Regions from separate parts of the Mus musculus genome. Here region 2 is linked to region 1. The links are chromatin contacts, called in public HiCAR-type maps. All regions are on one chromosome and are shown on one strand. The core of a region is the stretch at or near the end of the contact, and the rest is flanking DNA. Distances in the headings are between cores, read along the strand shown.

Region 1 (6,639 bases), core at 2,173-4,672:
GACCATTGTGGGAGGTGCCATCCCTGGGCTAGATTCTATAAGAAAGCAGATTGGGGCTAGAGAGAAAGAGGTAGGCATGTCTCTGTGAGTTCAAGACCAGCCTAGTCTACATATCTGGTTCCAGGACAGCCAGGGCTACACAGAGAAACCCCAACTCAAGAAAAAACAATTCCTGAAAGGAAGCTATCTGGCTAGGAACAGAAAACAAAACAAAAAACAAAAAACTCCTGGAAGAAACCTGTCTGCAGACTGATGGACCAATTGGAATTCCAGTACTGTGGAGAAACTGAGATTTCATACGTTCAGAGGCTAATTATCTAGTTTTAGCTTTCTGGAGCTAACACCTTGTGATAATAAATAAAAAACTCACAGAAGATATAACTTAGCAGAATATTAGCCTCTGTGCCTGTTGGCCTACAGGGCAGGGCCCTCAGAAGAGGAGGGGAGGAGTTGCTGAGGGGAGGGAGTCAATCAATGGTCAGGGTAGTCTTGCAGCTCTGACTGGCAACGAGGTACTTGTTATTTATACAGGTTTCACAGAACAAAGACAGTCTAATGATTATGCAAGAAGTACAGATTGTGTGTCTGACTTTTCGTTACAAGTTCAGACACAATTAGAAAATACAAATGCACAGATTTTATTTTTATTGTTAGCTCTATAACTGCAATGTCAAGAATCTTAAAGACTGTCTCCTCCAAAGCAAACACATTATATGGCAGCCTGCTTTTAGGGTGGCAGTGTTTGCAGTCTGAAAGCACTTCAGACAAACAGAAGATATCTGAACTGGTCTTTCTATGAATAGCAAACATTAATACCTAACTTATTACATGTTTCCTCATCTGTGCTATACAGTAGAGAACGTGTAGTCAATCTCCCTTATTTTCCGAGTGCTATTCCTCCAGGGGTATGCCCTGTATGACTCGCTATCTTACATTTTCAGTAATCTCTAAGCATATTGTAAAAGAAGGCCTTGAATCTGTCCCCTTTTCTCCTGGCCAGTCAGAGTTTGTCGGTTGTCTCTGTTTACCCTGCACTAATCAGACTGTTTGAGTTTATTCAGGGGTAGACACCCCAAGAAGATTCCTGGAGTAATGGCTTCATCTAGTTACGTGTTTATCTGAGCTTAATGATCTCCAGGCCATGAGGGAGACATCCAAACAGTGGCCAGATAAAGCTCATTTTAGGCTTTTCCTAAAAAGACTCAGACATACTTTTCCTTGGAAAAAGACTTAAAAATGACTCATAATGCAGAAAGCTCCCAAAACAAAACACACAGAGACCAAAACCTAAAAGCGAGAGACAGACAGAAGGACAGCGATTGCCGCATTCGTTCGGCTCAGCTTGGCTGGAACTGTGTCAAACAGGCGAGCTGACTCTGTGACTCTTCTGTTTCCAGTGACTATGGCAGTGTCACTTCTGCCAATCCAAGAGCTGAGAGTGTCATCAGATAGCATCTTGGACCATAAACCCCACCCCCCCATCTCGATGTACCCACCTCTCCAGTGTACCCACCTCTCCAGGGTTCCCACCAACGTACTTTAAAGTCGCCTTAACTTATTACTTTGTTCTGTAAATTGTAAAAATCTTGTGAGGCTGCACCCACATTGGAACATAAAATTTGGGGTACCCTATATTGGTGTTCCCAGGCCGTGGCCACTCAAAATGGCTCCGGAATAAACTGTGGTTTTTATGTTGGTATTTCTTTACAGCTGAGAGATGACCCTCAGGCACAAACTGTAAGGAAACACCAGAAAACCCAATGTTGAACATTGTAGTGTGGTGTGTTTGGTATTTGTCTGATGCTGAGACAGAAGCAGCCTGTGGAAACTACTTTAGCACGTTGTTTGAGAGGAGAGTCTGACATCGCAGACGAAGCTGCCTGGTCACACAGCATCCAGTGAGAAAGCAGATAGCCTTTCCTGATGAAGCTATATCCCCAGCTCCTATTTTTGATTTTTGAAATGAGGTCTCACGTATCTTCAACTGTAGTAGTTAAGCAAGGCCAAGCCTTCAAGGGTCAAGGGTCCCTGTGTTAAGAAACCTTCAGGGTATCCTTTTATTTCCAGATAAAGCTTTGTGGTGCAAACTGGGCATGTGCAGGAATGTACCCTCCCCAAAGTACCTCCCCCATAGGAACAAGAATCTGCCTCCCTAATAAGTTCTCACCTTTTCTTTGTTTGGGAAGTGCGTTGCTTTAAAAATTGTCCTTGGTCTCTTTGCCTGCTGCAGCTGATATTTCTTTCTTCCCTCTTATAGCCCATTGTGTTACTTCGGCTTTGCCCTAACCGGAATGAGACTCCACTGAGATCCATCACAAGGGCTGTCACTAGCCTGTCACCACAGGAGACTGCACGTGTGTCTTTCCCTCACTGTCAGAATTTATCAGATAACAGGAAAGTTGAGCTCTTTTAATGATGGCAATCTGTTATAATGTCTACCCTACTTTGGGAGCTTGACCAAGGCACACACATACATGTAGGGTCTTTATTCCAACCCTTTTTCTTTCTTTCTCTGTTTTTGAGACAGGGTCTCACCTATGTAGCCCTGGCTGTTGTTCTAGCACTAGCTATGTGGACCAGTCTGGCCTTAAACTCAGAGATCTGCCTGCTTCTGGCACCCAAGTGATGGGATTAAAAGCATGTACTAGTCGTGGTGGCGCACTCCTTTAATCCCAGCACTTGGGAGGCAGAGGCAGGTGGATTTCTGAGTTCGAGGCCAGCCTGGTCTACAGAGTGAGTTCCAGGACAGCCAGGGCTACACAGAGAAACACTTCCCTGTGGCTGCTGTCTCCTGCCAGCTTTGCTCTGGCTTCCTAGAGAGTCGCACAGATGAGTTCCCCGTTACCTGGTCACCGGGGGCAAAGTTGAGGAGACCCAAGTGTGTATACCCAGGGAGCAGTTTTTGCAGTTTCTAAGAGCAGAACGCAGCACGAATTCATTTCACACGAGGACAAGTCTCTCTGAACTTTCAGTCTAGAGTCACAGTGAGTCGGCAAAATTTGAGCCCATCCGTTTTGCTGCCCCACCCTTCCCCTAGCGTGCAAAGGTGACTTCCCACGGCTGAGTGAGGACTAATCTACACAGGCTGATTATGTAGGCAGGTCCCACGAAGCTCGAAAAATTCTGTTGGAAATTTCCATTTTGTACCCAGGAGGTCTTGGGACAGGGAGCAGATGAATTTATTCAATATGTCCCCATATCCTCAAATTCTCTCTCACTCCCTTGCTCCCGGGGAACCCTTTTGACTTCCATATACAGGAGTCCTAGTCCAGCCCCAAACTGCTTCTCCCTGCCAAAAACTTGGTATCTTCCCAAGATGCCTCTGGGTTCTGGAGTCCAGCCCCGCCCTCGCTGGCTGCTCTGCACAGTGGGCTGGGCGGGCATAAGCAGGATATAAAGCCTTCGCTCAGCCCATACCCCAAGGCTCAGCTCTTACTAGCCTAGCCTGTAGCCAGCCCTAAGGATCTCTCCGAAGAGCTTTAGGGTCGTCTTGGCAACCAGCTGCTCAGCCAATCAGCGTTCGGTATTACGATCCTCCCTCAACATCTGGAGCCATGGCGGGTGAGTGTGGCGCCAACTCCAGTCTGATTTACTCTGAGGAGGATGTAGGGGCTGGCTGTGAGTTTTGTTCCTTGCCTCAAAGAGGAAAAGTGAGGTGGTTAGGAACCTGGATGAGCCTCGGTTAGTCTCTGGAAGGAGAACTTCTTCTCAGAACCAGCGATGCAGATTATTCTGCAGCCCAAGTTCACCCGTGGGCAACTCTAGCATTGCCCCTTCTACACCGTTCCTTAACAGAGCTGCCACTCCCTGTACCGCGTTTGGACTATTTAGAAAAAGGGTAACATGTGTCCTAGGTTGGCCTTAAAGCTGCTGTATAGTGAAGGATAGCCTTGAACTTGGGGTCTTATTGCCTCCACTGCCTAAGTGCCAGGATTCTAAGTGCATATCACCACGCCTGATTTCTACGGCTCTGGGAATTGAATTGAAACCAGGACTTCCTGCATACTAGACAAACTCTCTACCACCTGAGCTCTGTGCACATCCCCAACCTAGGCCAGATAGTATTTAACCATTTGGAAATACGTTGCTAACATTTAGAAATGCAAGCAGGCAATTTACAGGGACCACTGCTGGGCTTGGTGGCACCCTGGAGGCAAAGGCAGGCAAATTTCTTTTAAGTTCCAAGGTAGCCTGGTCTATAGATCCAGTTTCGGGACAGTCAGAGCTACATAATGAAGAGAGACTGTCTCAAACAAACTAACAAACCAAACCGCAGATTTTTAAAAGGGGTATCACCACTTTGTGAAACAAAACGGGAAGATGTGGAGATGGGTACAGGGAGCGTAGCTGAGAAGGAGTGTAACAGAATCGGAGCCTAATTCCAGTCTACCTGGCTCTGGAAAGTTTCTACTGTGACCCTGGAGCAGGAAATCCGATTTGTTAATTGGTCCATTTTTGTGACAGTCTCCTCACTTTGCCATCAGCCCAGGGGAAGGCAGGGGAGAGTCCTTGGCAGTTACCACCACATTATTGTCTAGTGTTTGACTGGCATCTACTGCGTTCTTGGCCAAGTAGCCTCCAGGGCTAAGTACTTCCCAACAGGGCCTGGCTCTGAGTTCTGGGCAGCAATTAGGTTTAGGTGTTTCCTCTGTTGGGGCGGGACTTAACTTTTTGGAGTTCCTTTCCCTTTAAAACTATTTCAGACTCTGCAAATGCACTCAGGATCTCGCCTTGCTAAAAGCACAGAGGGAGGGAAGGATGCTTCTGCCGTTGTACAGGGTCATCCCAGTGTTCTCTAAGCTCTGCGATGAGTTGCTGGGAGAGCCAGCGAGGGAGGGTTTTCAACAGCTGGTAAGGCTGTGTCTGCTTCGGTCTCCATTTATGCATGAGGGATAAATGTTCCAAGCCCCCTCCACTGCAGCCGCAGACAGCACAGAGCACAAGCATTATCATATTTATCTTACACTCCCACACTTGTGTTCGGTTCAGTTCAGTGTTTGTTTATTCATCCATCCGTTCATCCACTCATTCATTATGGCCAGACTAGCTTCAAACTCGATTTGGTCTAGGCTGACCTTGAACACCTGAACCTCCTGCCTCTGCGCCCCAGTGCAGGTGTGTGTCCAGGCCAGGCTAAATTTAATTTACAAATTAGAGTAGAAGATTGACAAAATAAAAAGTAAAACAGAAAAATGACGCCCATAGGCTGTAATACTGGCAACCTAGTCTGCTCTCTGTTGCTGCGAGGAAACGCCGACCAAAAGCAAGCGGAGAAGGAAAGGGTGGGTTTCAGCTGACAGTTCCGGGTCCTAGTTCGTCACCAAGGGAAATGGAGGCAGGAGCCTGGAGGTGGGAACTGAAGCAGGAGAACTCTGCTTACTGACTTGCTCTCTGTGACCTTTTCAACCTGTTCTCTCACACAACCCAGTGAGTGGCACCTGCCCAAGGGTGACACCAATCACAGGGAGCTGACCCTCCCCAAATCAATCACTAATCAAGAAAATGCCACCCACTACAGGCCACTGTCTGATGGAGGCCACTATGGGCCAGTCTGATGGAGGCCACTGTCTGATGGAGGCCACTATGGGCCAGTCTGATGGAGGTCTCCCCTGACATTCCCTGCAGAGGGCTGGGAAGCACTGAAGCTTTCAGGTGGGGGTGGGGGAGGGAGGCTGAAAGCAAGACTGGGCTGGATACTGGAGTGAGGTTTGTTTCCAGGGGACGGTCCAGATAACTTCAGCTACCCAAATTTAGAGTCAGGGTTGCCAAGAATGTTATTGGATAAAGGGACCTGCTACCAGGCAGGCTTGATGAGCTGGGTTCCCTCCTTAGGACCCACATGGAAAGAGAGAACCAACTCCAACTCCTGCAAGTTCTGCCTAAGACACACACACACACACACACACACACACACACACACACACTGAAAAAATAAATAATGTAATTTAAAAGCACTCGGGAGGTAGAGGCAGATGGGTCTTTATAAGTTTGAGTCCAGCCTTTTGTATGTAACAAACTCCAGGGCAACCAAGGCCACACAATGAAACCTTGTCTCAGAAAAACTAACAAAAGAAAACCCACAACAAAACAAACAAACAATATCAGGGTGGAGAGATCGCTCATTGGTTAAGCACACAGGCTGCTCTTGTAGAAAGTCTGGGCTTGCTCCCCAGTGTTCACATGGGAGCCAAAACTTTTTGTAATTTCAGTCCTTCTGAGGGTACCAGGCATGTATCTGTTACACAGGCATATGTGCAAACAAAACACCCATACCTGTAAAATAAGTATATTCTAAAATTTAAAAATTGTTTCTTCTCTCTCTCCCTTCCTCCTTTTTTTTTTGAGACAGGGTCTTTCTTTTTTTTTTTTAATTATTTATTTATTATATGTAAGTACACTGTAGCTCTCTTCAGACACACCAGAAGAGGGCGTCAGATCCCATTACAGATGGTTGTGAGCCATCATGTGGTTGCTGGGATTTGAACTCAGGACCTCTGGAAGAGCAGTCAGTGCTCTTAACCTCTGAGCCATCTCTCCAGCCACAACAAGGTCTTTCTACATAGCCCTGGCTGTCCTGAAACTCACTATGTAGACCAGGCTGGCCTTGAATTCACAGAGATCTGTCTCAGCCTCCCCAGT
Region 2 (6,639 bases), core at 1,489-3,988, 270 kb after region 1:
CCCCACCCCACCTCCTGGAGCCCCTGACCACAAGATATCTTCTTCTGACTTGATGTGGATCCTCAGTGTCTCAGTCGGTGCTTGGTGCACAGTAGGTGCTTAACTACTTCCTAGGTCTGTAAATGAGCAGGTTTTGGAAGGCAGCAAACTGTCTAAAGAGGGGTTTTGTGATGATGGCGTGTGAGAAAAGAGTTTGACCTTGGGAGTAGCTTAAAAATTGCCTACAGACGGCCCCAAACTTTGATCCTTTATTCTCAAAGCGTTTCAACCTCGTAACTTTTTAGCCGTGGACATGAGACCCACCCCTGGTTAAGTTCAGGTTACGGTTGAGGCACTGAAATATTTTCTTTCATCCATAATCAGTGGATCAAGGCCTATAAATCAAATAGTTAGGACACAAAACACAAACAAGGTCATAATTTGTTTCTTCCTGCCTGCTGTTTTTCTTGGCATGAAAAAACTCGAGCTTTTCCTGACTAGGGATGGGTAATGACAATGGGGGAGGGGGGATTCATTAAAAGCAGCCAAAGAAAATGACCTTTTATTTCTTCTCTTTCTTTCCCCCTATTGTCCCAACTCACATTAGGAAACACATTGAATCAAGTAACTCTCCCGCTGATAAGGAATTTTCTTCAACTCTTTGTTCACTCACGAGTTCCCATGATGGGATTCTTGAAGCCAGAGAGGCCCTGGGAAGCGTGGATGTGATGGGTAGAGAGACGTCAAAGAGTCCTGGTCTTTGTTACTCCTCTCTCTACCTTTTCTTAACACAGCTGTCTGCTAAGTTAAAAAAATTATTCCTATTCCCAAGGGGTCCTATTCCCAGGGTCTGGCCACACAAACAGGGGTCAAATATGGCTAAGGGCAACCTCTGGGAACCTCAATCCTTCTTTGGGGCCTGCCTCCATCCCCAGCCGTGGCTCTCCTGCCTGCTATGTAAAAGAGGCTGGCTTCAAGGCCTCAAACTCACATCTGCCTCTCGAGTGCTGGAATTACAGGCATGCACCACCATGCCCAGTGAAACCTTAGTTCTTTATCTCCAACAATCATGTCAGAAAGCTAAGCCCCTTCTTCTCAAATGGATTTCAAATATTTTTAAAGCCTGAAAAACAAAAGAAAGCTTTAAAAAAATATTTTTCATAGAACAAATACATGATAATATTAAGAGAAATGGCAGACTGTGGGTACATATGGGCCTATAATCCAGCATGCAGGAGACTGAAGGAAGTTCGAGGCTAGTCTAGGCTACATAATGAGATCCTGTTTTTAAAAAGAAGAGAGAAGAAGAGATTTTGGAATATGCCATGTTCATCTACATTATTTATAGTTTCCTATTATTTGGACCAATTGCCTATGTAGGAATAATCCAAAAATTGAAAATATATAGAATAAGCTGGGCGTGGTGGCGCACGCCTTTAATCCCAGCACTCGGGAGGCGGAGGCAGGTGGATTTCTGAGTTCGAGGCCAGCCTGGTCTACAAAGTGAGTTCTAGGACAGCCAGGCCTAAACAGAGAATGGTTCCACTGTTTACACCTGGATGGAGCTTGCCGCTCAATCGTTCTGCCACACCCACTGCTGGAGCCCAGTGCTTTGCTGTTCCGAAGCCATCACGTGGTCACCCTGCTACTGGACTCCAAGATTATTTGGCGGGAATCGGCCCCTCTCCCTTCCTTCATAACGGAGTGCCGGAATAGTAAAAATTGAACCTTGAGCAGAGAGCTTTGTCTTGGTTCCTTCCTTATCTTGTGCAGCCTAGCCCTTCTTCTCTTCCAGGTTTCCAACATGCCTTTCCAGCCTAGGACCCAAAACATGTGGTCGGCTGGCCGGACACAACATTTATGTATATATATATATATGTATATATATACATAAATATATATATATATAGAGAGAGAGAGAGAGAGAGAGAGAGAGAATTAAAAAAGATAGCAATCAATCAGAATAGTGATTGGCCGTGGTGCTCCAACCCTTGTAATCCTACACTAGAGAGGGAAAGACAGAAAGGTTGGGAGTTCACAGACATCTTCTACTGCATAGTGAATCTATTATATGATGCCCTGTCTCAAAAAGGTAAAATAAAATAGGGGCTGCAGAGGTGGCTCAGGGGATGAAGGCATTTATTGTTCTTGTACAACACCTGAGTTCAGTTCCCAGTACCCGCACTGTAGCTTACAACCATGTGGACTGGACTGGAGGGTCTCAAGAATCCTACACCCACCTTTGGCCTCCAGTGTCCCCAGGCAAGCCTATGACATACATACATACATACATACACACACACATGCACATGCACATGCATGCATGCATACATACATACATACACACACATACAAACATACACATATACACATACATACATACAAATATACATACAGACATACACATATACACATATACACACAAACATACATACAGGCAAACCACTCCCACACATAAAATAAAAATAAATCTTTAAAGAAAGTAAGGAAAGTTAACAGTAGCTATCCCAGAGCAGAGAGCTTCTGTTTGGTTTTAACCTTCATCTTTGTACTTTTCTGCATATTTTCATCTCTTTCCAAACTTTTCCTGTTAAATATCTTTAGGTTGGTTTGCATGCCCAGCCTCCTGCACATTTCGGCACAAGTGGAACAAATTTCCTTTCCCAGTGGCAGATGTAAAAGTGGAACAGGAGAGGTGGGGGACAACTGCGTCTCTGATCCAGTCAGAGCAAAGCTGTGGAAAAATACCAGGGATGCCACACCCTCCACGTGGCTCTCTCCTTTGTTTTCTGGTCTCCTCCTCCTGAAATAACCCAGCTCTCTTACCTGCTGCTGTGAGTAACTATGGCCTTCTTGCCTCCTTCATGGCTTTCCTCGGAGCCTGCTGTAGTCCTCCAGTTTGTCTCTTATTCCCAAAGCAAAGCGCTCCTTGCCGCTAGCACTAGGGACTCTCAGGGGAAGGAAGAGAGGGTGAAGCTGTAGGACCTTGGAGTGCTCCTGGGTTGTGCTCCTGGGTCACTTTCAGAAAGCATTTAATAAACGACAGCCGGGAACGGTGGCAGTCACCTGCAATCCCAGCGCTGGAGAGGTGGAGGCAAGAGGATTGTCACAAGTTTGGGGCCTGCCTGTTGTCAATACAGCTTTAAGGACCTAGCAGACCCAGAGTCGGTTGAGAAAGAGTAGATGTTTATCTGATAAAGGCTACAGTTTAGAGAACATGGTGCAGTGTGTGGCCAAGAAGGCATCTTATAGCCTAATTAAACTTTTTTTTTTTTAGCCAGAGGTTCTGAGGATTAGTGGACCAGAGTGAAGGGAGGACGTTGTATCCCTCCTTCATCCTCAGCCTTCTCAACCCTTTCAATGTGAAAGCCTTGTGTATCTGCATCCCCTTCCCCCTTCCCAACCTCTTACTCCTCAGACCTCAGGAAAAGGCAAACTCTGAACAGCACCGACCCACTTTCTCCTATGCCCTCCCTTCCCTACGTGTAGAAGAACACTGACTGCTGTTAGCTGGGGACCCACCCCACACCAGGACACACGAAGTGAAAGGAAGCATCCTCCTTCCGAAGGCCGTCTGTCCAGAGGATGCTCTCGGCAAGGCTGGGAATGGGGGCCAGGCTACCACTCCCTTTACGAGGACGCCATGCCCTTCCTGGCTGTTCTGGACGCACAGGGCTCTCTACAGCAGGGCCACGGTGAGGCGTTCCACCTGCTGCATGGCTTTCTGTCAGAGGAACCCAGTGGGCAAATAGTGTAACTGGAGGAGCAGAAGGCTAAGAAAGTAAAAAGGGTGTCCTTAAGGACCTTGGTGGACGCTGCATCTGGTCATATGTGAAAGCTGGTCTGGTGTCAGAAAAAGTATCGGTTTCAGTTTTCCACGAGCTACCACACGTGTGGTTTCTGCTCTTAGCACGGTATGCCCACACAGAGGACTTAACCTCCCCTTCCCAGAGGGGGCTCAGATTACGAACCCCAAGTTCCCATTAGATATTGAGTCCCCTTTACAGTGGTGTCCATTATAGGCTTGGAAATGGATCAGGTACTCTAGAAGATTCGAGCAGATCCGGCCACCAAACTGAAGCAGCAGAGCGGGCTTCTTCATGTTGGTCCTGTCTCTGCTTGTCGGTGGCTTGGGAAATGCAGGCCAGAGGGCGCATGGCTGGAGGGAAAACCAGACACACGAGCATAGTAGAATGCAGAAAATGTTGGAGAAGGTGTCTGTACTCCCTGAGAACAGAGAGCCTATCCTAACTTCCCAGCCTCCTCCTTTATATAGAAGGGGCTATTGTCGGAGGTGAGAGGGGGAGACAGATTCCCACTCAAACTAAATAGGATTTTTAGCAAATTAATCTTCAAAACAAAACAAAACAAAAAGACTACAAATTTGATGCCAGATGGTGCAGAACTATGTGTAAGACAGTAGCTACAAACCTTTTATTTATTCTAATTACATTCGTGTGTGTGTGTGTGTGTGTGTGTGTGTGTGTGAGAGAGAGAGAGAGAGAGAGAGAGAGAGAGAGAGAGAGAGAGAGTGTTCACCCATTTGTACCAAGGCGCTTTTTTGTTTGGTTGGTTTGGTTTGGTTTGGTTTGGTTTGGTTTGGTTTGGTTTGGTTTGGTTTGGTTTTTTCGAGGCAGGGTTTCTCTGCGTATCCCTGGCTGTCCTGGAACTCACTCTGTAGACCAGGCTGGCCTTGAACTCAGAAATTCACCCGCCTCTGCCTCCTGAGTGCTGGGATTAAAGGCATGTGCCACCACCGCCGGCTGCACCAAGGCTTATGTTCGGAGGCCAAAGGATAACTTGCAGAAGTTTGTTTTCCTCTTTAACCAAATGGGTTCCAGGGATCAAACCCAAGTCTTTGGGCCTGGTGGCAAGTGTCTTTATCTCTGAGCCTTCTTACCAGCCTTCGTTAGCCTTCCAATAAGAATTTATTTTAGGTTGGCTATTACGGTAAGAATTTTACAAACATTTTAGCCGTTCTATGTTATGGGTTTGGCCTAATGTTTGTATTATGTTAATTTGAGTCTCTAAAATTGTATGAGACTCCACATGTCCTTAGGACACTGAGGGAACCCTGTCCCCAGTTGGTCTTGATTGGTAAATAAAGTTGCCCTCGGCCAATGGCTAGGCAGGAAGACAGAGGCGGGACTTCTAGAATTCCTGGGCAAGGGGCCACAGCAGGAAGAAGGAGAAAGCTGCCATGTCAGAGGAGAACCAAGATGCCACATCTGAGAAGGTACAGGACAGAGAGCATAGGCACCAGATAGGGGCCAGGGAAGAGTGGCCCCAGGAGGGCTGTCCGACTGGGTCCAGCGCAGCAAAGATGGAATATAGATTTTAGTAAATGATGAATTGGGAGTATTGGAAGGTAAATTAGCCACATGGAGGTTAGGAAGTGGCTCAGCCATCGAGCTTTTTTAGGCACATCAAAAATTAAAGACTATGTGTGTATGTCTGTCATTCAAGAATATAAAGCATTGGGCAGGTAGCAGGAGTGTGCCGCCGAGACGGGATCTTCTGGGCAACATTAATTGGGTACAGCTACAATTCTACCCGATGGTCCTGTTTTTGTCTGTTTGTTGTATAAAAAGGGGGAGGGGTGGAGAGATGGCTCAGCAATTGAGAACACTAGCTGCTCTTCCAGAGGTCTTGAGTTCAATTCTCAGCAACCAGATGACGGCTCACAACCATTTGAAATGGGATCAGATGCCCTTTTCTGAATGTCTGAAGGCAGCTACACTGTACTCATATATATATAAAATTAATAAAATCTTTAAAAAAAGAAAAAGAAAAAGAAAAAGCTGGCATGGTGGTACATGCCTTTTAATCTCAGCACTCAGGAGGCAGAGGCAGGTAGAATTCTGTGAGTTCAAGGTCAACCTAATCTACAAATCAAGAACCAGGACAGCCAGGGCTATCACACAGAGAAGCCTTGTCTTGAAAAGCCATACATACACACATATACATACATACATACATACATACATACATACATACATACATACATACATAAAACAAAACAAGTTTTCATGTACCCCAGGCTGGCCTCAAGCTCATGCTGTAGCCAAGGATAGATAACCTTGACTTTCTCATCCTTCTGCTGGAATGCCCACCACACCAAGTTTACGAAGTGTTGGAAATGAAACCAGAATTTTGCACTTGCTGTGTGTGCTGGCTGGTTTTGTGTGTCAATTTGTCGTCAGAGAGGAAGGAGCCTCAGTTGAGGAAATGCCTCCATGAGATCCTGCTGTAAGGTGTTTTCTCAATTAGTGATCAGAGGGCCCAGCCCATTGTGAGCGGGGCCATCCCAGGCTGTTGGCCCTGGGTTCTATAAGAAAGCAGGCTGAGAAGCCATGTTTAGTGAGACAGCAGGCAGCACGTCTCCATGCCCTCTGCATGAGCTCCTGCCTCCAGGTTTCAATGCCACTTGAGCTCCTGTCCTGACTTCCTCCAAGGATGGACAGTGATCCGGAAGTGTAAGCCGAATAAACCCTTTCCTCCCCAGCTTGCTTTTAGGCCCTGGCGTTTCATGGCAGCCACAGAAATCCTAACTAAGACCTTGGGCAAGCAAGCACTCTGCCAACTTAGCTCTATCACAAGCCCTGTTTCTCCAATCATTTTATAGCTAGTCGATTCAAATTGGGAAATGTTAGCACCTTG

The links. HiCAR-type assays count read pairs that join an accessible place to other places.
Region 2: a contact with region 1 is called in a HiCAR-type map of embryonic stem cells, with 2.5 times the contacts expected there. The contact joins the enhancer-like site here to the promoter of Nqo1 in region 1. A contact is called at or near these places in 7 of 39 promoter capture datasets (the C10 cell line, cranial neural crest, embryonic stem cells and 3 more), 1 of 15 datasets of contacts at CTCF or cohesin (large pre-B cells), 1 of 484 Hi-C or Micro-C datasets (bone marrow-derived macrophages), 7 of 115 datasets of contacts at active chromatin or transcription factors (bone marrow-derived macrophages, embryonic stem cells, extraembryonic endoderm stem cells and 2 more) and 1 of 9 other capture datasets (liver).

The regions. Positions count from the first base shown.
Region 1 is chr8:107,399,988-107,406,626 of GRCm38.p6, reverse strand. It overlaps Nqo1 (NAD(P)H dehydrogenase, quinone 1), which reads left to right and starts at 3,422. Exons shown (of 6, transcript NM_008706.5): 1 at 3,422-3,561. The coding sequence starts at 3,555.
Region 2 is chr8:107,130,235-107,136,873 of GRCm38.p6, reverse strand. No RefSeq gene overlaps it. Among named protein-coding and RNA genes, the nearest start is that of Gm39240, 9.5 kb to the right of the region's middle. Within about 2 kb of position 2,738, at least 53 of the 459 cell types and tissues checked have an H3K27ac peak or open chromatin away from gene starts, as enhancers often do. A contact at or near this core is called in embryonic stem cells and extraembryonic endoderm stem cells, where this site is marked.